Regions from separate parts of the Mus musculus genome. Here region 2 is linked to region 1. Evidence: chromatin contacts called from public Hi-C data. All regions are on one chromosome and are shown on one strand. The core of a region is the stretch at or near the end of the contact, and the rest is flanking DNA. Distances in the headings are between cores, read along the strand shown. Region 1 overlaps Sema5a (sema domain, seven thrombospondin repeats (type 1 and type 1-like), transmembrane domain (TM) and short cytoplasmic domain, (semaphorin) 5A). Region 2 overlaps Sema5a (sema domain, seven thrombospondin repeats (type 1 and type 1-like), transmembrane domain (TM) and short cytoplasmic domain, (semaphorin) 5A).

Region 1 (5,534 bases), core at 1,299-3,798:
TGGGAGCAAAATAATATGGGGAAATTTGTACCAAAGAAGGGAATAAATACTGATATTCTTTCTTTTACCATTACTTTTTGTTTACAATTCTTTCAGTGACTACAATCATGGGTTACTTAGCAAAGCTGGTTACACCTTGCTCCAAACCACAGACCTTCCCCTATTCTTCATCTGTGAACTCCTGTGTTTCCCAAGCCTGGAAGAAATATTCAGTGAGCTTTCTTCACAATAACTTAAATGGAAGGAAGCATAGTCCATCTGTGTGTTCAAGGACTCTTCACTTTGCACACGATAGTTTTGTTTTGAAGGACATAGTCAAACACAGAAATTCTCAAGAGTAAAGTAGTTTCTTATACAGCAGAGATAAATAAAGGTTCCCTAAAACAACCAGGTGAAGGGAAACTTTATTAACTGCATTGAAATAGTTGTTTAGATTTTGGAAAAGCAAAGTATGGTAACAGCTCCTGAGCTAAAAGGTGTCAAGAGGCCAAGAAGTTACTAAGAATCACAAATTATTTTCATAGCAACTTGTTTCTTTTTTAAGTAAACTTAGCTGCAATCTACCTGCCAAGAAAGGATCTTTTATTCTAGGCCTGCAGTAATGATTGTGGGGTTCCTACAAAAATAAAGCTGGCAGAATATAAACTGTATGAAGCAGAAAAACAAAACAAAAGGTCTCTATGGGGCTAAACATGGATACTCTCATTTTGCAGCAAAATTATGGGTTCAGCAGGTGTTTCAAGCCAAAAAGGCCACCACGGCCAAGGCAGATCTGCTCTGCTCCAGAACAGCACTCCCTGCTCCAAGAAAGCCACGGAGTGCACATTCGAGGTGCTCTGGCCTTGCTGGCGACAGATGCTGAGAGCACTAAAGCTCTTCCCAGACTACAGATGGAATGGCCCAGCCTAGATGCAATGTGTTCCCCATCTGGCCCCGAGGGAGGAGGAACACTCCAGAGCCTGATGGTGCTCCTGCTGTGTGCGATTTGTGGCAATAAGGGGACTGTTGTGCATACTGTAAACCAGTTTATCAGCTATACTCTAAGGCAAAACCCCAGCACTGTTTAAAATCAGCGACAAAGTAGCTAGGTTTCTCAGTCTCACACAACCCAAATTACTTGACACCAGATAATTTTACCATGAATCTCTTTTGTATATTTTATGTTAAGCAGCATCCATGGCTTCGACTGTTAACATACCAGCAAAATGCTTCCCAACCCTGAATCTTGACAACAAAAACTTCACTAGACATTGCTTAAAAGATCCAGAAGGAAACAAAATTGCCCCTGAATAAAGACACTGTGCTCAGTCTGTACAAAAGTAAACCTTCAAATGCAACACAGAAACAGTCTGTTGCTACCCTAGATGACCTGGAGACTAAGCACTTAGGTAGGAAGACAGAGCCAAAACTGACTCTGACTCTTGTCTTTTCAAGGGCTATGCATCCCACCTGCCTGGAAAAGTTGTAAGTGGGAGCTGTTACTACTCCTGTCTCCAGACAGGCTTGCCATGTACATTTCTGCTCTGAATTATTTACCCCCCATACCTCCTTTTCCATCACTTTTAAATCATTCTAACATCTTTTCACATTTTTAGCATCATGTTCAATGTATTTTTAAACACACCCATGTCTTGTTTTGAATTTGATTTTTAGTAAATTGAAATGCAAACAGAATTCTGCAGTCCATTTAAAGTTGCAGAGCCTCAGTGGAGGGAGTCTCCAGTGCCAATTGGGCAGCTGCAGCCTCAGCGCTGGCACTGAGGCCATGTTCACCATCACTGCCTACTCTGTGTGGAAGCCAGGAGAACTTGGGAGACATTGCCAGCCGTATCGCAGGTGAGCGCTTGCTGTTTGCTGATCTATTCTTAGCCTTGAGGGCTCAGAGTTACATTTAAGACAGGTGGTGTGTCCTACCTGTCCATCCTCAGCTATTGGGGATGGTTAGTGGCCATGTAAATGGATGGGCCACTTGGGGGAGGGGTGTCCACAGTGCTCAGTTTCACAGGCCTCCTCAAACACTTTTCAATAAACTTACGGTACAGTACAGTTCTGTACAGTTGCGAGTTTTCAAGGTCTTAGGTCCTTTTGTCCTTAATGAACTACAAAGCTGTATGACGGGTTCTGGTCCCAATCCAAATAACTAAGGAAATGTCAAAGTGTAGAGTCAGAGGCTCACCCTAGCCTCAGTGATTCAGGAGATGGACGAAAGAGGACTGAAACTCTTGGTGAGTTCAGATTAACAGAGATCCCTATGACTCTCTGCTTATCTGTGAGTCAACACTTGAGAATGTCTTGAATTTTCATGTGAGAATCATAACCTTATGTAAAATAGGATAGTACTACCAATGGCTGAGATTTAATAACTTTTCCAAAATGAATGTTATTGTTAACTTGAAACTGTTGGTAGAAATATACTCACCTTTTAAGAAAGTGCTTTATGAATCCATGATGTGTCAAAATATGGTAGATATTTTCAATTACAGTCATCAGGCTGACTGTCAAGGAGTCATGGTATTACTGCACAGCATGCTATTTGCTGAGACAAATGGATGAATCAACCCCTCGAGTGACAAGCTGACATCTGGAAGTCTCTAGAACTGGAAAAGCAGAGTGTCCAACCCTGATATCAGAGAAAATGTGCTCTTAAAACTGTGATGAGAAGTGAGGAATGATTGAACACAAAGGCAGTAGCAAGAGGGGAGAGAGAGAGAGAGAATCATGTCACCTATTGACCAAGATGGCTACACTGTTCCTCTGAGTTTCAATAAACTCAACAGACAATCTTCTTCTTGACCCCCTGCCCCTGGCTTTCCTTCTTCTTAAGCCCTTACTTGAGAAAGCTTACCATTTCAAATCCTTCCTCTTGCCTTTTTGGGATAAGAACCTTCCCTACCCTCTTGCCAAGTGTACAGCCTACATCTCTTTTCCTCATGAACCTAGGAGCCAGCCCTGCGGAATGTCACAATCAACAAAAGATATCACAGCCCATCCTTCAACCTTGATGGGATGGCAGGAGTCAACCTTTGGTTAAGCATCAGTAGCAAACACAGATGGTCTAATGACAAGAACAACACCTGTAGACATCTTTCCATACTTTCTGTCGGTAGGGTAAGTGCATGGAAGATTTGGTTCCTGAGTTTTGTTTCTGTACAGCTGATACTGATCTCACCCTTTGTTGCAATGGTTCCAAAGGCTCTTACCTCTGTAACTCACCTAGTACAATTTTTCTTGGTAGCAACAAAGGGCCATGCAAATAAGGAAAGTCCATTTCTCATTTTATCCCAAGAGGAAGAGTGAGAAGTTGAGGTTTACAGAGACCTGACTGTGACCCCAGGGACCATGGGAGCACAGTGGTGGGCCAACACTGGGAAGCAGGGATAAGCCAAAAGGTGTAAAAATGGCCAGGAGGTCTAAGGAGGATGGCATGGCCCCACTGTGACTATGGGTGAAGAGGATGACAAGAAACATGGGAGAACCTGTGAGGTAAAACTGGGCACCTGTCTGATGACCCATAGAGAAGAGCAGAGTACAAAAGTGGGTTCTGACATTCCCTTCTTGGGAAAGTGGGGAAAGACAAGGAAAATCAACTACCAGAGAGTGGTTAAATGAATCTGGCCTGCTCGTTAGTTATAGTAGAGATTAAATGTGATGTCAGTCATAATAGCTGGCAGCCAATGCTCTGCCTATACTTGATTTCACCTACATATTTAGCTAAAGTTCATCATTCACCCTATTAACCACTCATACTCAAAGAGAGGTTCTAATATACTCTTGGTGTCCTGGCTGAGGGAAACAGTGCCCTTGAGATCAGTGTGTTCCAGGTCATCACGGGTGTGGGCAGGTGGGAGGGAAGGAAGCTAAGGGAGCAATGCAAAGGTGACTGTCTTTCCTCTTGCTTGGTACCTAGACAAGAGGCGAAGACACTCTCAATGGCCAAAAGACTGTTTTTCCCAGAGACAAAATGGGAGCCACTCTTACATGAAAAACAAAAGGATCGAGATGACAAGAACAGGATCATACATTGCACAAAACTTTCTGGAGCCAGAAAAGCATCTGGTTATCCCTAGGTTACTGCCTGAGCAGCAGCCACCTCTAAGGCATTCACGGGAGGGTGCCAAGGTGACAGGGTGCCACACCTCAAGGAGATACACTATAGCAGGCCACACTAATTACCTGAAAAGGTTTCCTGGCGTACAGTTGATGACTGCAAGCCTGGGTGGCTTTCCCCCTTAGCAGAATCTAGTAAATACACCCCTGGGGCCACACAGAAAGAGTCAAGCTGGGGCAAGCAACAGCAGTACTGGGCCTACAGGCAGAAGCCCAGGTGGGTGTAAGGCCTAGACAGGCCTCAGCCTGCCCTGGCATTGGGCCTGCAAGAGGCTGGTTCCACCTAGGGAATTACTAAACATTATGAATAGGAAAACACTCCGGATGAAAGTTCTATGGCTCTATTAGTACTAACACCATCCAGGGCACTAAAACTTCAAAGCCCTTAGACAAGCTCACTCTAACTCATCATTACGACACCCCAGTGAGCCAGGTAAGCAAACATGGATGGTGGTCCCCAAGTAGAGTGCAAGGAATGGCAGGAAGCCTCTTCGGGCAATGGAAAGGGCAGCATGACTTCTAGCTCAGTCCACACTTCACACACAGCAAGCTCCCCCTAGCGTCACTGATGCGCTGCCCCTACACCAGTCAGGGGGCACAGACAAAGGGGCCATCAGCATCCACAGCCAATGGGAAGAGAAGTAACTTTGTTTTGTGTTGTGGCTTTACAGGAAACAGTAGTAACTTGCTAGTTGAGCAGAGTCTGACTTAAGATGCTGAGCACCCAGCACCAAGACTGCAGTGTACACTGTTTGACTGTGTCAAGTCTCCAGCAGCAGGTGGCCCTCCTGGGGGACCACCCTGAAGGCATTTATTACAATCTAGGTCTTTCTAGAACACCTATAACTTTAGGTGTAGGTTCTAAACAATCCTCAAAGTGTGGCTTTGTTTAATTCTCCCTTAAATAAATTACAGTATTTTCTGAGTACTTATTGTCAGAACTTACTGGGTCACAACCCCCCCCCAAAAAAAAGTAAAAGAAAAACAGTAGTGAGTCATCTCTGTGGTGGCATGTGACCCTAGGTTACATCGAGGCATAGGTCTACCTGGATACCTTTATGATGTAGGTCGCATAGGCCAACCTGGATATGTTTATGATGTCTGTCTCTAACATGTAAAATTCTAGCTACTCTAGTTTTGCCTAGATCCATGAATAATATTGAAATGTCTGGGTTTTGGTGGCTGCATGAAAATCTACCAAAGGGCAGCATTCACTCACTCACTCAGTCTCACACAGAACATCAAGCAACACCCAAACAGCCATCAATGGAAGCATCTGTGGTGTGAATGAACGGAGATTTCAAGGTCATTTATTCCACTCTGATCTAACCCAGGAGGACTGATTTGGGTATGAGTAATTTATCAACCCAGGTCAGCAGAGCTGAAAAAAAAATCAGGTTCCTAAAAATCAAAATATTAATAATAAT
Region 2 (5,534 bases), core at 1,457-3,956, 120 kb before region 1:
GTGGAGGTTAACTAGGGCTTAGTACACTCACCTTCTGATGCATGGCCCAGATGCTCCACACCAGCAAACAACACCATTCACTACCCCCCAGAATACACGCATGTGGGCACATGCATGAATGTACGTACACACACATATACACACACACATTCTCTACAATGTCAGCTCCTGTACATCACAACTAAGTGACTGTTCATATTGAACAACAATATGAACTAACCAGTACCCCGGAGCTCTTGACTCTAGCTGCATATGTATCAAAAGATGGCCTAGTCGGCCATCACTGGGAAGAGAGACCCCTTGGTCTTGCAAACTTTATATGCCCCAGTACAGGGTAACACCAGGGCCAAGAAGTGGGAGTGGGTGGGTAGGGGAGTAGGGAGGGAGGGTATGGGGGACTTTTGGGATAGCATTTGAAATGTAAATGAGGAAAATACCTAATAAAAATATTTAAAAAAAAAAAGATGTGGCCATCAGATACACCAGCATTATTTTCGCTGTCCCATTGAGAGTATACCATTGGCTGGTAGGAAGATTATGTCTCCTGGTTATGTCACATCCTCAGCTATATAACTGGAGGAAAAGATAGTCTCTGGGGAAGAGAATATGTGGTCACTGGTGGGAGCTGGGGGGAGTTGTATGCATGTGGGTGTGAAACAATACCTTGTAAATTGTAAAAGAACAATTTTTTGGAAAGTATTTTTCACATAGTGACACCAGGATTTTATAACCTGACCCTACTTTGCTTTCCTCCTGTGTGACAAGGTGGCCAGAGAGGGGGTGTTCCTGCTGCAGAGCTTGTAACAGGGCTAGCATGGATGGAATCTGAAATGACCCAACCCTTCCTCTCTTGCAGGCTTCTGTGTAACCTTTAATCTATAAATATATCCCTCCACTTCTCATCTTGCCCATCCCATTAGAAAATTCAAATTAAGCTACTCACAGCTTCTTTTGTCGTCTATAATTCCTACCATACTCTGTTACCTTGTGAGGCATTAAAATATTCACATTAGCAGGACACTTCAAACAGTTGCCTCCTTGAAAATAAAGGGGGAAATGAACTAGAGAAGTTATATTCTGAGAGCAAAGGGCTAATGTAGTTCAAGATTAGCACCATGGAGGCAGAGGACAAAATTGTCCTGGAAATAAGAACTGTGTTGACCTGAAACATTTGTGTTAGATATTGCTTGGGAGATTATTTTCTTAAGATTACTATGGTAGGATTTATCATTTGCGTGAATCGCCTGCATTATGGATTATGTAGGCTTATGATAAAATTTTGTTTGCTTGCTGTTTCTGTTTGTTTGTTTGTTTGTTTTAATTCAAGATAAGGAGTAAACTCAACTATGACATGATCCCTCTCAGAATTGGTGTAAATGAACCTCAGGGTAGGGACATCTTGTCTCACCCAGGTGGTTGCTCATCCATCTAAGGGAAGCATCAAGCATGCAAATAGCCCAGGAGTTAACACAGGGAACATCATCCAGAGATATGCAGCTTGCTTGAATTAATGATACTGATATGGACAGAATGCATCGGGCAATATGAAGAAATTTGCCATGGTGTATACTGATATGTATTCAATATTTTAAGAAGAGGCAAAGGTATTTTTTTTCAAGTACACATGATTAAAGAAATGGAAGCACTCTAGTAAAGAGAAAGCAGGTTAAGGGATAACAAAAATAGTTAGTAGGATTCCCCCAAGAAAATGTATCTTTACTAAGTTCTGCAACATGCAGTAACAAGACGATAGCTCTCAAAGGAAGGCATCACCTTTGAATCTATGCTCATGAGGAGTGTCATTCAGATTGTGCCGATAATAAAAACAACAATGAACACAGCAGCAGAAATCACTGCACTGAGTCCGTATGGAATCTGGAGTTCGATAATCAAATGGGGGCATCTACATGCAAACATTTTTCACACCTTTATCTGTGGAATAAAAGGCCAAGTGGAAGGAGAAGCAGACACTGTAAATTCTTTCACTGTATTTGATAATCTTGTTTACTGGCTTGTGATTTGTCTTGTGAATGCCAAATGCCCTATGTCCCTTCCTCCGACAGAGAAAGTAATGTGTTTCTCAGCCGTGGATCATTTAACATGTGGCCATTCTTCCCATTTATGTCTGTGAAGAATGCTTTGAGGAGCCAAAGTGTCACAAGAATCTCAGTCATTAGGTCTAGTCTAATCTAATCTATCTCCATACTTTCCTCCTTAAAATAACAGAATGTATGGTTTTGTTTTCAGAGAAGGGGGCGGGTTAAAAATACAATATGGCCTCTCCCTTTCTCAGTATCCAGGCCTAAGTCATTTATTTTCGATTGCCTTGAGACTTAGGTAAAGGATTATATGGCACCCTACTTACTATGCATTCATCTACGACTTAATCCATGCTTCTTTACACGGTGCGTCGTGATCATAACCCTCAGAATTTCCTTCCGACTCAGAAACTCTGTCCCTGCGTCTGTTTTCATCCATCCACATCTGCCGCTACCCCGGCCCTGATCATTCTGACTTTACATGTGTATCTTTTGCATTTTCCACATTGTTCAGGGCTGATCTACCAACGGTCTGTCAATGAAGTCTGGGGACTTACTCACCAAGCCACGCACTGCTCCCTCCATCAGTATATATAGTCTTTGATTCTGAGCCCATCACCACCCAGTTGTGTCTCCACCAGCCCAGATCCAGGAACTATGGAAGCACTGTCACGGAGGCGAACACTAGAGGGCGCAGGCTAATCCTACAAATGTGGTGCTGCTGGTGTAGCCCTCCTCCCAGAAGAAAGGGATTTGTTCTGGTTCCCTGTGGAAATCCACAGAGAAACCTCAGTGTCCCAGTTTCTCTTCTCTTCGTTTGATAATTTCTACTTCAGTCAGGTCCCTCTCCTCTTCCTAGGAAGTCAATAGGTGTTTTTGTTTTGTTTTGATATTTTCTTTATATTCATTTCAAATTTCAAGTGTTATCCCGAAAGTTCCCTATACCCTCCCCTCGCCCTGCTCCCCTACCCACCCACTCCCACTTCTTGGTCCTAGCATTCCCCTGTATTGGGCATATAAAGTTTGCAAATACCAAGGGGCCTCTCTTCCTAGTGATGGCCAACTAGGCCATCTTCTGCTACATATGCAGCTAGAGACATGAGCTCTGGGGGTACTGGTTAGTTCATATTGTTGTTCCACCTATAGGGTTGCAGACCCCTTCAGCTCCTTGAGTACTTTCTCTAGCTTCTCCATTGGAGGCCCTGTGTTCCATCTTATAGATGACTGTGAGCATCCACTTCTGTATTTGCCAGGTACTGGCATAGCCTCATCAAGACAGCTATACCAGGGTCCCTTCATCAAAATCTTGCTGGCATATGCAATAGTGTCTGGGTTTGGTGGCTGTTTATGGGATGGATCCCCGGGTGGGGTAGTCTCTGGATAGTCTATCCTTTCGTCTTAGCTCCAAACTTTGTCTCTGTAACTCCTTTCATGGGCATTTTGTTCCCTATTCTAAGGAGGAATGAAGTATCCACCCATTGGTCTTCCCTCTTCTTGATTTTCTTGTGTTTTGCAAATTGTATCTTGGGTGTTCTATGTTTCTGGGCTAATATCCACTTATCAGTGAGTGCATATCTAATGCTTCTTTTGTGATTGGGTTACCTCACTAAGGATGATATCCTCCAGATACATCCATTTGTTCAAGAATTTCATAAATCCATTGTTTTTAATAGCTGAGTAGTACTCCATTGTGTAAATGTACCAGATATTCTGTATCCATTATTTTGTTGAGGGACAACTGGGTTCTTTCCAGCTTCTGGCTATTATAAATAAAGCTGCTATGAACATAGTGGAGCATGTGTTCTTATTACCAGTTGGAACATCTTCTGGGTATATGCCCAGAAAAGGTATTGCTGGATCTTCCAGTAGTACTATGTCCAATTTTCTGAGGAACTGCCGGACTGACTTACAGAGTGTACAAGCTTGCAATCCCACCAGCACTGGAGGAGTGTTCCTCTTTCTCCACATCCTCGCCAACATCTGCTGTCACCTGAATTTTTGATCTTAGCCATTCTGACTGGTGTGAGGTAGAATCACAGTTGTTTTGATTTGCATTTCCCTGATGATTAAGGATGTTGAACATTTTTTTCAGGTGCTTCTCAGCCATTCGGTATTCCTCAGTTGAAAATTCATTGTTTAGCTCTGTACCCCATTTTTAATAGGGTTGTTTGGTTTTCTGGAGTCCAACTTATTGAGTTCTTTATATATATTAGATATTTTATCGTATTTAGGATCGGTAAAGATTTTTTCCCAATCTGTTGGTTGCCTTTTGGTCTTATTGAAAGTGTCCTTTGCCTTACAGAAGCTTTGCAATTTTATGAGGTCCCATTTGTCAATTCTTGATCTTACAGCACAGGCCATTGCTGTTCTGTTTAGAAATTTTTCCCCATGCCCATATCTTTGAGGCTTTTCCCCACTTTCTCCTCTATAAGTTTCAGTGTCTCTGGTTTTATGTGCAGGTCTTTGATCCACTTAGACTTGAGGTTTGTCCAAGGAGATAAGAATGGATCAATTTGTATTTTTCTACATGATAACCTCCAGTTGAGCCAGCACCCTTTTTTGGAAACGCTATCTTTTTTCCACTGGATGGTTTTAGCTCCCTTGTCAAAGATCAAGTGACCATAGGTGTGTGGATTCATTTCTGGGTCTTCAATTCTATTCCATTGATCTACCTGTCTGTCGCTGTACCAGTACCATTCAGTTTTTATCACAATTGCTCTGTAGTACAGCTTGAGGTCAGGCATGGTGATTCCATAGGTCGTTCTTCTAAACTTCTAGTTTGCAGCTAGAACAGCAGCTTGTAGGTTGGAATTCCATAGACAGGGATGGTGAGCTTCTGCTCTCTGTGGAATCATACTCTGCAAACACACACACACCACACACACACACACACACACACACACACACACACACACACACCACACACACACACACACACACACACACACACACACACACACACACCACACACACACTATGCTGCTCTCATCTCTAAACACATTTTAAAGCTCCAGCCAGTAAAGTCTTGAAATTGTGCCTCTCCTAAGGATTCCAGGCTGCCTACTACTTGATTTCTGTCTCCTAGTACTTTTCTTCCCATGCATTTGGGTAACATTTTATATGTGTTTTAAGGCTCTGACTGAAGAGATTCCCTAGCTGTCTTGCTGAATATCCTATATGGGGACTGTCTGTTCTGCCTTCCAATCAATTTCAAAGTAACTTATACATTATGCCAAATGTGTAGAGAAGCTTAATCTCCATGCTATTCCAATGTTTTCTTGTTGATAAATAATATTTTGAACCTCATGGGAAGAATATATGTTTTTATAGCCTACTCCCTATGCATGATTCCTTAAAATAGAGCATGAGCTATTAATAACCTCTGCTAACAGTTCAGTCTATCTAAAAGGGAAACTGAGACACTTCAGAGAACGCATGCTCATCCACTCGCTCTGATTTTGAGATCTAGCCCACACATTGCCTAGTCACTTCAGT

Evidence for each region. A called contact is a pair of places that touch in the nucleus more often than the background predicts.
Region 2: a contact with region 1 is called in a Hi-C map of pancreatic cancer cells, with 1.7 times the contacts expected there. The contact joins two enhancer-like sites. A contact is called at or near these places in 6 of 484 Hi-C or Micro-C datasets (3T3-L1-derived adipocytes, the C2C12 cell line, embryonic fibroblasts and 3 more) and 2 of 115 datasets of contacts at active chromatin or transcription factors (embryonic fibroblasts and embryonic stem cells).

What each region holds. Positions count from the first base shown.
Region 1 is chr15:32,319,680-32,325,213 of GRCm38.p6, reverse strand. All of the region lies in intron 1 of Sema5a (sema domain, seven thrombospondin repeats (type 1 and type 1-like), transmembrane domain (TM) and short cytoplasmic domain, (semaphorin) 5A), which reads right to left. Among named protein-coding and RNA genes, the nearest start is that of Sema5a, 78 kb to the right of the region's middle. Within about 2 kb of position 2,548, at least 43 of the 459 cell types and tissues checked have an H3K27ac peak or open chromatin away from gene starts, as enhancers often do. A contact at or near this core is called in pancreatic cancer cells, where this site is marked.
Region 2 is chr15:32,435,028-32,440,561 of GRCm38.p6, reverse strand. All of the region lies in intron 3 of Sema5a (sema domain, seven thrombospondin repeats (type 1 and type 1-like), transmembrane domain (TM) and short cytoplasmic domain, (semaphorin) 5A), which reads right to left. Among named protein-coding and RNA genes, the nearest start is that of Sema5a, 190 kb to the right of the region's middle. Within about 2 kb of position 2,706, at least 3 of the 459 cell types and tissues checked have an H3K27ac peak or open chromatin away from gene starts, as enhancers often do. A contact at or near this core is called in pancreatic cancer cells, where this site is marked.